Linked DNA regions of Mus musculus: region 1 is linked to region 2. The links are chromatin contacts, called in public promoter capture Hi-C maps. All regions are on one chromosome and are shown on one strand. The core of a region is the stretch at or near the end of the contact, and the rest is flanking DNA. Distances in the headings are between cores, read along the strand shown. Region 1 has its middle 27 kb from the start of Znrf2. Region 2 holds the start of Plekha8 (pleckstrin homology domain containing, family A (phosphoinositide binding specific) member 8).

Evidence for each region. Promoter capture Hi-C pulls out the DNA fragments that hold promoters and counts their contacts.
Region 1: a contact with region 2 is called in a promoter capture Hi-C map of liver, with 2.2 times the contacts expected there. The contact joins the enhancer-like site here to the promoter of Plekha8 in region 2. A contact is called at or near these places in 8 of 39 promoter capture datasets (the 3T3-L1 cell line, 3T3-L1-derived adipocytes, the C10 cell line and 5 more), 1 of 15 datasets of contacts at CTCF or cohesin (large pre-B cells), 9 of 484 Hi-C or Micro-C datasets (the AML12 cell line, the Ba/F3 cell line, the G1E-ER4 cell line and 4 more), 5 of 115 datasets of contacts at active chromatin or transcription factors (bone marrow-derived macrophages, embryonic stem cells, large pre-B cells and 2 more) and 3 of 9 other capture datasets (adipose tissue, liver and pancreatic islet).

What each region holds. Positions count from the first base shown.
Region 1 is chr6:54,787,844-54,791,590 of GRCm38.p6, reverse strand. No RefSeq gene overlaps it. Among named protein-coding and RNA genes, the nearest start is that of Znrf2, 27 kb to the left of the region's middle. Within about 2 kb of position 2,245, at least 19 of the 459 cell types and tissues checked have an H3K27ac peak or open chromatin away from gene starts, as enhancers often do. A contact at or near this core is called in liver, neural stem cells and pancreatic islet, where this site is marked.
Region 2 is chr6:54,593,020-54,596,819 of GRCm38.p6, reverse strand. It overlaps Plekha8 (pleckstrin homology domain containing, family A (phosphoinositide binding specific) member 8), which reads right to left and starts at 1,709. Exons shown (of 14, transcript NM_001164361.1): 1 at 1,349-1,709. The coding sequence starts at 1,388. Fkbp14 (FK506 binding protein 14) reads left to right here and starts at 3,646. Exons shown (of 4, transcript NM_153573.2): 1 at 3,646-3,800. The coding sequence starts at 3,777.

The DNA of each region.
Region 1 (3,747 bases), core at 996-3,495, 190 kb before region 2:
CAATTATCTCTGGTCATTTGTTGTAACATTGACTTTAGAACATCTGACCCAGCCTACTACAGTGTCTCTTTGTTTGTTTTGACTAGTGTCCCCAAATATGAAACCTAAAAGTTTTTCATTATTCTGCACAAAGTTGTGGTCTTCTCTTAAACTGATTTATTTATCTGTTTATTCTTTATTTATTATATGTATATACATGTATGTGTGTGTGTGTGTTGTGTGTGTGTATGTGTAGGAGGGTTCTGCCTGGAGGTATGAGTGTAGACTACATGTATGCCTGTACCAAAGAATCCATTGAATCCCTTGAAACTGTACCTATGGATGGCTCTGAGCCATCATGTGTGTTCTGCAAACTGAACCCAGGTTCTCTGCAAGAGCAATAAGTGATAGCCCCTGGACCATATCTCCAGCCCCTTGAATTGATGTCTTAATAAGAAAGTCTTGAACATCCGGGTACTGACTTTTCTTAGTCACCTTCACAGTAGAATTTAGTCTCAGAAAGAGCAGATAAGATATCTAGAAACACTGGCCCACACATCACTGCACACCAGGTCATTTGCTAGGTACAGACCTGAAGGACAAATGATTCATTTGTTTCTGTCTTTCTCGTCTAATTAATATTGGTGATTCCTGTAGATGGCAAGAGAATCCATAATAGATAACACCAAGGTACTTTGGGACATGATGTGACTTGCGGCTTGGTCTATAGCATCCCGTCAACTCTACAAACTCAGCAGATGGCTCTGGAGCCCAAGTCCCACTCAGCCTGGGACTCTCCTAAAGCAGACCCCATGCTGTGAAGTCTTCTGGGATCTCTGCTGGTATCAGGAGAAGCCAGCTCCCATTAACACATACCTAGAACCCTAGCCCTCAGGAGGCTGAGACAGGAGGATCACAAACTCAACACAAACCTGGACTACACAGCAGGGTCCTCCTATCTTAAAAAACAAACAATCAAATGCCACCCCAAATTCGGCTTTTTGCTGACAGAAGAAAGTGCACCCTACATGGAAATTCATGCTTTGCAGCTTGTTTTTGAGGACCAGGTTAATACAATTTGAAGACCATGAGCTTTGGGCTTAGTTCAAATCCAGACTTGGTTGCTTGAGTGCTAGGAATCCTGATCCAGTGACTTGTGCTCTCTGAGTGTCTGATGTCTGCTATTTTAAATAACCACAGGGTTTCCAATATCATATCGCTCTTAAGAGGATTTACTGCAGCAGTGGACATGGAAGCCTCATATACTTAGAAATTCACACAGGATGTATGCCCTCAATCAATTCTACCATCAAAAGCCGGGTAAATTTCCAAAGCTTTGTGTTATCTCTGCAAACCAAAGTCAGTTAATCATTGACTGACAAAAACAGGTCACAGAAGACCTAGAGACTCCAGGGCTGTCCTTCAGCTCACTGTTACCAAGCAGAATTTAGAATTTTATACATGAACACATTGTACGGATATTAAAAATTGAACACCAAAAATAATATGAGAAAGGACAGCCAATAGTAAGGTGCACGTTCACACAGAAATATACTTGACATATTTATCTTGAGTGTCTTCTTTGGCCTCCGAATAGGGCAGTATTTTTGTGGGTTGGTCTGATGCTGTTTTATTCTGATGTTAATTCTGCTTCCTCAAGAGGGGTTGCCCCAAGAGTACATACTCAGGTGACCTCATGTGAACCTTCTCCCCATTTTAACTGGTCAATAAAGACTAGGAAAACAAACAAACAAAAAACAAACAAACTAGAGCCTGTGATTGGGCAGTGGAGGAGAAAAGTAGGACTGGAGGTTTGTGAATAGGGGCAGGTAGGGAGGCAGAAGAGGACCAGAGGAGAAGAAGAGAGGATGAAGGAAGAGGAGAAGGAAGCCTCGATGGAGCAGAACCAAGTGTCCAGGAGAAATCACAAGTAGTAGCAAGGGGGTCTTATAGCTGGGGAATAAGTTAGTATAGTGTTAGGCCTGTCCAATCTAGGCATATAGCTTATAATTATAATAACTGGATTGTGTGGGTTTTTTTATATGGGCTTATTTGGGGTTGGAGATTCCAGCAACACAGTGTAGACTTGGTCCTTTGGGAGCCACAGCTTTGAAGTAACTAGGCACAGAACAGGGTTAATTAGTGCCTTATTCTAGACACCTTCCCGGGGCCCCTATAAGAGAAGTGTTGCAAACCTCTGGTGAGCAGAGGTCAGGTAGGGCATAAACTGGCCTGGTAAAAAGTTTCAACATCCTTTGCCAAATTCCTCAAGACACACAGATACTAGTTCAGTTTCCATTTCGCAATAGATAAAGCTAAGGCACGGTAGTACTGTGGAATAGTGGTGAATACAGGATAGAAAGTAGAGTAACCTGCTCAGCTCCTGTGTACCCACCAGGAAAGACAAACAAAGCAGGTGCGGGCACTCAAAACCTCCCAGCATCAATTCAGACAGGAAGAGTGCTTAACACCTCTATTATGTTTCCCAAAATATGTCACCTCTAGTCAATTATTTTTTTAAAGCTCACATTGGGATGATTATTTTTACAGCTATAAATATGAAATTTAAAAATAGCTAAAAATAATAAATATCACAAGGTCCTAGAAATTATGGTTTCATTAATTAATTGTCTGACAGTTACTTTTATATATTTTTTGTGTATGTGAGAGACTTGGATGTTACCGATATCAACAAGTTAAATTACAGTGTCTACTAAGAAGTAAAGTAAACAAAGGTAATAAACCTATCTTCAGAGAGAGAAACTGAAGCCCAGAGCGGCAGGCACACTTGCCCAGCAGCTGCGGTTTGAATATGGTTTGAAACACACGTGGTGAGGTTGGAAGGTGGAGTCTTTAGGAAACAATGGGACCAGGAGGTCTCTGCTTTCATGAGTGGATGGATTCATTCCAAGATCCTTAAAGGGTAATCTCAAGAGCAATGCTGTTGTGGGGGAGCTCGCTAGTGGTGGCTGTGTCTGACTCACCATGTGACGCCATCTACCTTCTTATAATGCAGCACAGGCCCTCGTCACATACTGACCAGAGGCTGGCACCACATTCTTGGACTTCTCAACTTCCAGGGCAGCAAGATAAATAGACTGTTTTTCATAGTAAATAACCAATCCTATAGTACGTGTGTATTATGGCATGGGAAACGGAGCATGACACTGGCAAAAAGATATTGAATTTGATTGTTATTCTGCCAAAGAGGAAACAGAAAACTCTCCCATTACAAGATAGGAGTGAGTATAAATTTTGCTATCTCAACCTGAAGTTTATGCAGTTGGGCTTCATATTCTAAGGTCTACTGTCACCAATGTGCAACGTAAAACGACTAAAGTTCACATAAAGAAAGGTTCATAGTGCGTCAAAGCCCCACTGCTGGCAAACAATTGTAGGTCAAATTAGCCATTTAAAAATGCCTATGTTTTCTGCTGCTGACATCTGTCCCTCCACTGTGACATAAAACTAAAATAAACTGCTATGTGACTTGGCTATGCCCTTCCTCGATATGTACCCAAAGCACGTATGTCAGCAAGCCACAGACATACGTGCACATCCATGTTTACTGCAGCACTGTCACAAAAGCCAGGAGACAGAGACAAACTCCATGCCCACCTATGGAAAAATGGCTAAAGTGTGGCGTGTATACATAATGGAAATCTCTGCCTATAGCCCATAAAGGAAGGGAAATCTCATGCCGCTTTGATGGGTCTGGAGATCAGAACACTGAGTGAAATGAGAAAGATTCAGAAAGACAAATACCAC
Region 2 (3,800 bases), core at 460-2,959:
GTTGACTCTTACCATCAAACAGATGGCAGGGGCATCACAGAAGATAGATCCACAGAGACAGCTAGAAAAATGTTGGTGCAATGAAGGATACAGAAGACTGTGGGGAGAGGGCATTTTACTACCAAAAGTTTCCACACAGAAAGGGGAGGGAAAGGAAGACGGAAATGATTAAGGTGGGGCAGGAGAAGAAAGTGATTTGTGTGTGTCCGGGCTAGGGTTCAGAGGAGGACAGTAAAGGGTGAAGTTGACTCAAGGGTTTACAATTAAGATACACACCTACTTCTCAGCATTTAGGACAGCATTGGGAGAATGGCACCGTCAAGCCTTCTCTTAAACAACATGCTAATCGGCTTCCAGTATTCAAGGACCTGCAGGCCAGCTTTGAGTTCTTCCTGTATAACCTAATCTCTCTGCTGACATCAGTGGAGATCCTTGAAGTGAAGGCCAGGTCTTAAGGAAAACCTTCTCATCAGACCCTCGGGTAGAGATTTTAAAAAAAATGAATTAACTGTGCTAACTACTATACTACTTGGAGATTCCAGGTACATGCTGACAGGTGTACTTCTGCCTGTACTGGGCTGTGACTTCCTCAAAGTTACTCTGCCAGATCTTCACAAGCCATACACACCTGTCCTTACTACAGAACTGCCCCACCAAAGGATGGGGAAACCCTAGCTCTAGTTGGTAAGATTTCTAGTTTCTGCATCCCCACTGACACGTTAAATGTTAACCCATTTTCCCTAACAAAAAAGTTTAACTTTAAAACGCACCCAGCACTGTTCATATAGCATAGTACTTATAAAATACTGGCTGCTTGGATGAAAATAATGTTCGTTGAGAATCATCTTCAAAGCTGAGGAATAGTTCTAACTTCTGGATAGTTGGAAAGTGCTTCCAAGAGCTAGAAAGGGGGCAGGGTGCTATTTTAAGCCATTGTGCTGGGCAAGACAAGGACACCGTTGTTAATATCTGCATTCATTTTTATGACAGAGTTCTGAAACAAAAGAAATGTTCGGAGAGAAAAGGCCGATCGCCAGCGTACACTTCAGGGCTTAGGGCTGCGGTGCTAGAGTTCCACTACCTCGGTCGGCAGGGGGATGACCCTGAAGGTGCCTAGGGAGATCGACTGCGTGGAGACTCTGGAATCCAGGGGTTGGTGGCACTCGGCACCCTGCAGCTGGGCTGCGCGGCCCAAGCGAGGCCGCCCCCCACCCAATTCGCGAGATTGAGGTGGACCCCGCAGCGGACCCAGGCTGCCGGCTTCACCCGGTACCCAACTCTCCATCCGGGCCGCGAGCCGGCGGAGGGTGCCGCCTGGCGCACCGCACCCACGGAAGCCGGCACTCACCGCTCAGGTAGTTGGTCCACTTGTACAGCACGCCCTCCATGGCACCCGCGGGCCCCTCGTCGCCCCGGCCCGCCGCGGGGACGCCGGGCCGGCCTCACATCCTGGGCCCGGGGGCGGGGTCACCGCGACAGCCTGGGAGCACCAGCTCCGGGTCCCGGGGGCTGCGCCTGCGCCTGGCGCAGTCGGTGTGGACGCCGCAGAGCGGCCGCCAGAGAGAGGCGAGGGAGGCGCGGGAGGCGCGGCCCCTGTGGCGGCGGTCGCGGGCGCCTTCCTGCGGCCACTGAGCCCACAGCGCCCGCCCCGGCGCGCTCGCGCATGCTCACTGCGCTGTGCGCACGCTACCAAATCCACGCCAGGGTTTGGCCACTGCGCGGAGGGGCTGACCGGTGGGCGGGGCTCCGATGCGCACGCGGGTGGCAGGTCACCCATGGGGGTCTAGGCTCCAGGGATCCAGCTTTTAATGACAAGTTTGTCAGTGGAGGAGGATGCGGGCTGAGACCCGGAATCCTCGGATGAGGCTAGTCTGTAGTTTCCGGATGCACTTCTGTGTAAGGCGCTGTTCAAACTGCCGGCCTCTTGACTGGAAGCTTGGTCTCTGGACCGCAGACATTGACTTCACCTGGGCTTCTGTTAAAAAAAAAAAAAAAATCTCTCGGGGGTTCCAGACCTTTTGGATTAAAAATCGGCACTTTTACAAGCTCTCCAAGGGGAATTTCTAAGTACATGAAAGTATGAAAATGCACTGTTGTCAGGATTTTTATCCAAGAAAAGTGTCTATCACAGGTTAGATGGAAGGTGAATGTTGAGAAGAAGCACAACACAACCAAATGTTAGTGTTATAGAAATATGCTCTCAAGGGCTAAAGTGCAGGCATTTTTTCCCTTAGTGTAAGGTTGACAGGTTTAATAAATAATATATCACTTAGTTGGTTATTTGCCTGACTGCACACCTCAATGCCCTGTTTTTGTTGTTGTTTTGTTTGTGTTTTGTTGTTGTTTTAATCTCTTTTGGTGATTTCTAGTTTCTTCTCAGATTGCAGCAATGGACTACATCTGAAATGAGGGCAGCCGTTTAGAACTTTAAGCTGTATAATTGTTAAAACAAGTGCTCTCTCTCTCTCTCTCTCTCTCTCTCTCTCTCTCTCCGTCCTTAAGTATTATCTACTCACCACCAAGGTCACATAAGTGACGAATTATTAGCAGTCACTCATTGACAGCGATGTTTGTAGAATGAAATCAAGCCAAGTCTTAAGGTGGAGTGCCAATTCTTTTCGGCCAAGTGAACTTAAGCAGGGCACTAACTTCTAACCTAATTTTTTTTTTAAACTAGCTTCTCTCCGGGCTAGTTTTTTGCAACTTGATGCAGGCTAGAGTAATTTGGAACGAGGATCTCCGAACCATAAGATTTACCTGTAGGCAAGTCTCTACTGCTTTTTCTTAAATACTGATTGATGTGGAAGGGTCCAGTTCACTGAGAGTGGTGCCACCCTTGGTCAGGTGATCCTAGGTGCTATTAAAAAAAAAAAAAAAAAGCAGGCTGAGCAAGCCAGTAAGCAGCACTCCTCTATGGCCTCTCTACATCAGCTCTTGCTTCCTGATTACTGTTTTGAGTTCCTACCCTGCCTTCCCTGGATAATGGACTATGATATAGAAGTGTAATAGGTAAAAATCCTTTCCTCCCCAACTTGCTATTAGTCATGATGCTTTAACCCAAGAATGGAAACCCTAAGACACTGTCTAAATGGGGGGGGGGGGGGGAGTGGGTGGGTGGGAATAGCCACGTTAAGTTAGTGAGGATCTTGCACCAGAGTGTGCTTTGCGAACCTTAAAGCATCCTAGTAGGTCCTTAGAGTTTCTGTTCTAAATTAGTAACCATAGTTCTGAGCCTTTATTTGTGGCATCTTGAAGAAGGCTGCTTCTCAGTGTCTGGTCTTTCCAAAAACCCGAGTGTCACCTGGCTCCAGACTCCGCAGCTGGAATACTTCACTGAAACAACCCTTCCCCCATCTCCCACCCCCGAGGATGTTAGCCTGGATCCAGCTGCCTTCCCGAGGTGGGAGAATTTCCTAATCAGCGGGCTCTAGGACTGTTCCGAAGGGGCACATCCGAGCCCAGGGCCCAACAGCACACAGAACCACTACATTTTTTTCGGCGCCATTGGCTGGGAGGCGCCTGAGGGACAGCAGCGCCAGCCAGTGGAAGGACGCCTTTCCCTAGAAGCTGCCTTATTAGAACCAATCATGTTTGGATGGGGCTTTAACTCTTTATTGTGAGTTCGCTGTCTGTGTGAAAATTGTTAGAAAAAGTGCCACGTCTTCCTGGGAGTGTGTCTGTTGGGGGAGTCCTGAACTTGCTTGGCCTAAGCTGTCTCCGCTTTTGGCACATTTTTAACTCTATGAAGTCGGGGGCCTTTCCTCTGCTTTGGTAACATGAGGTTTTTCTTGTGGAACGCT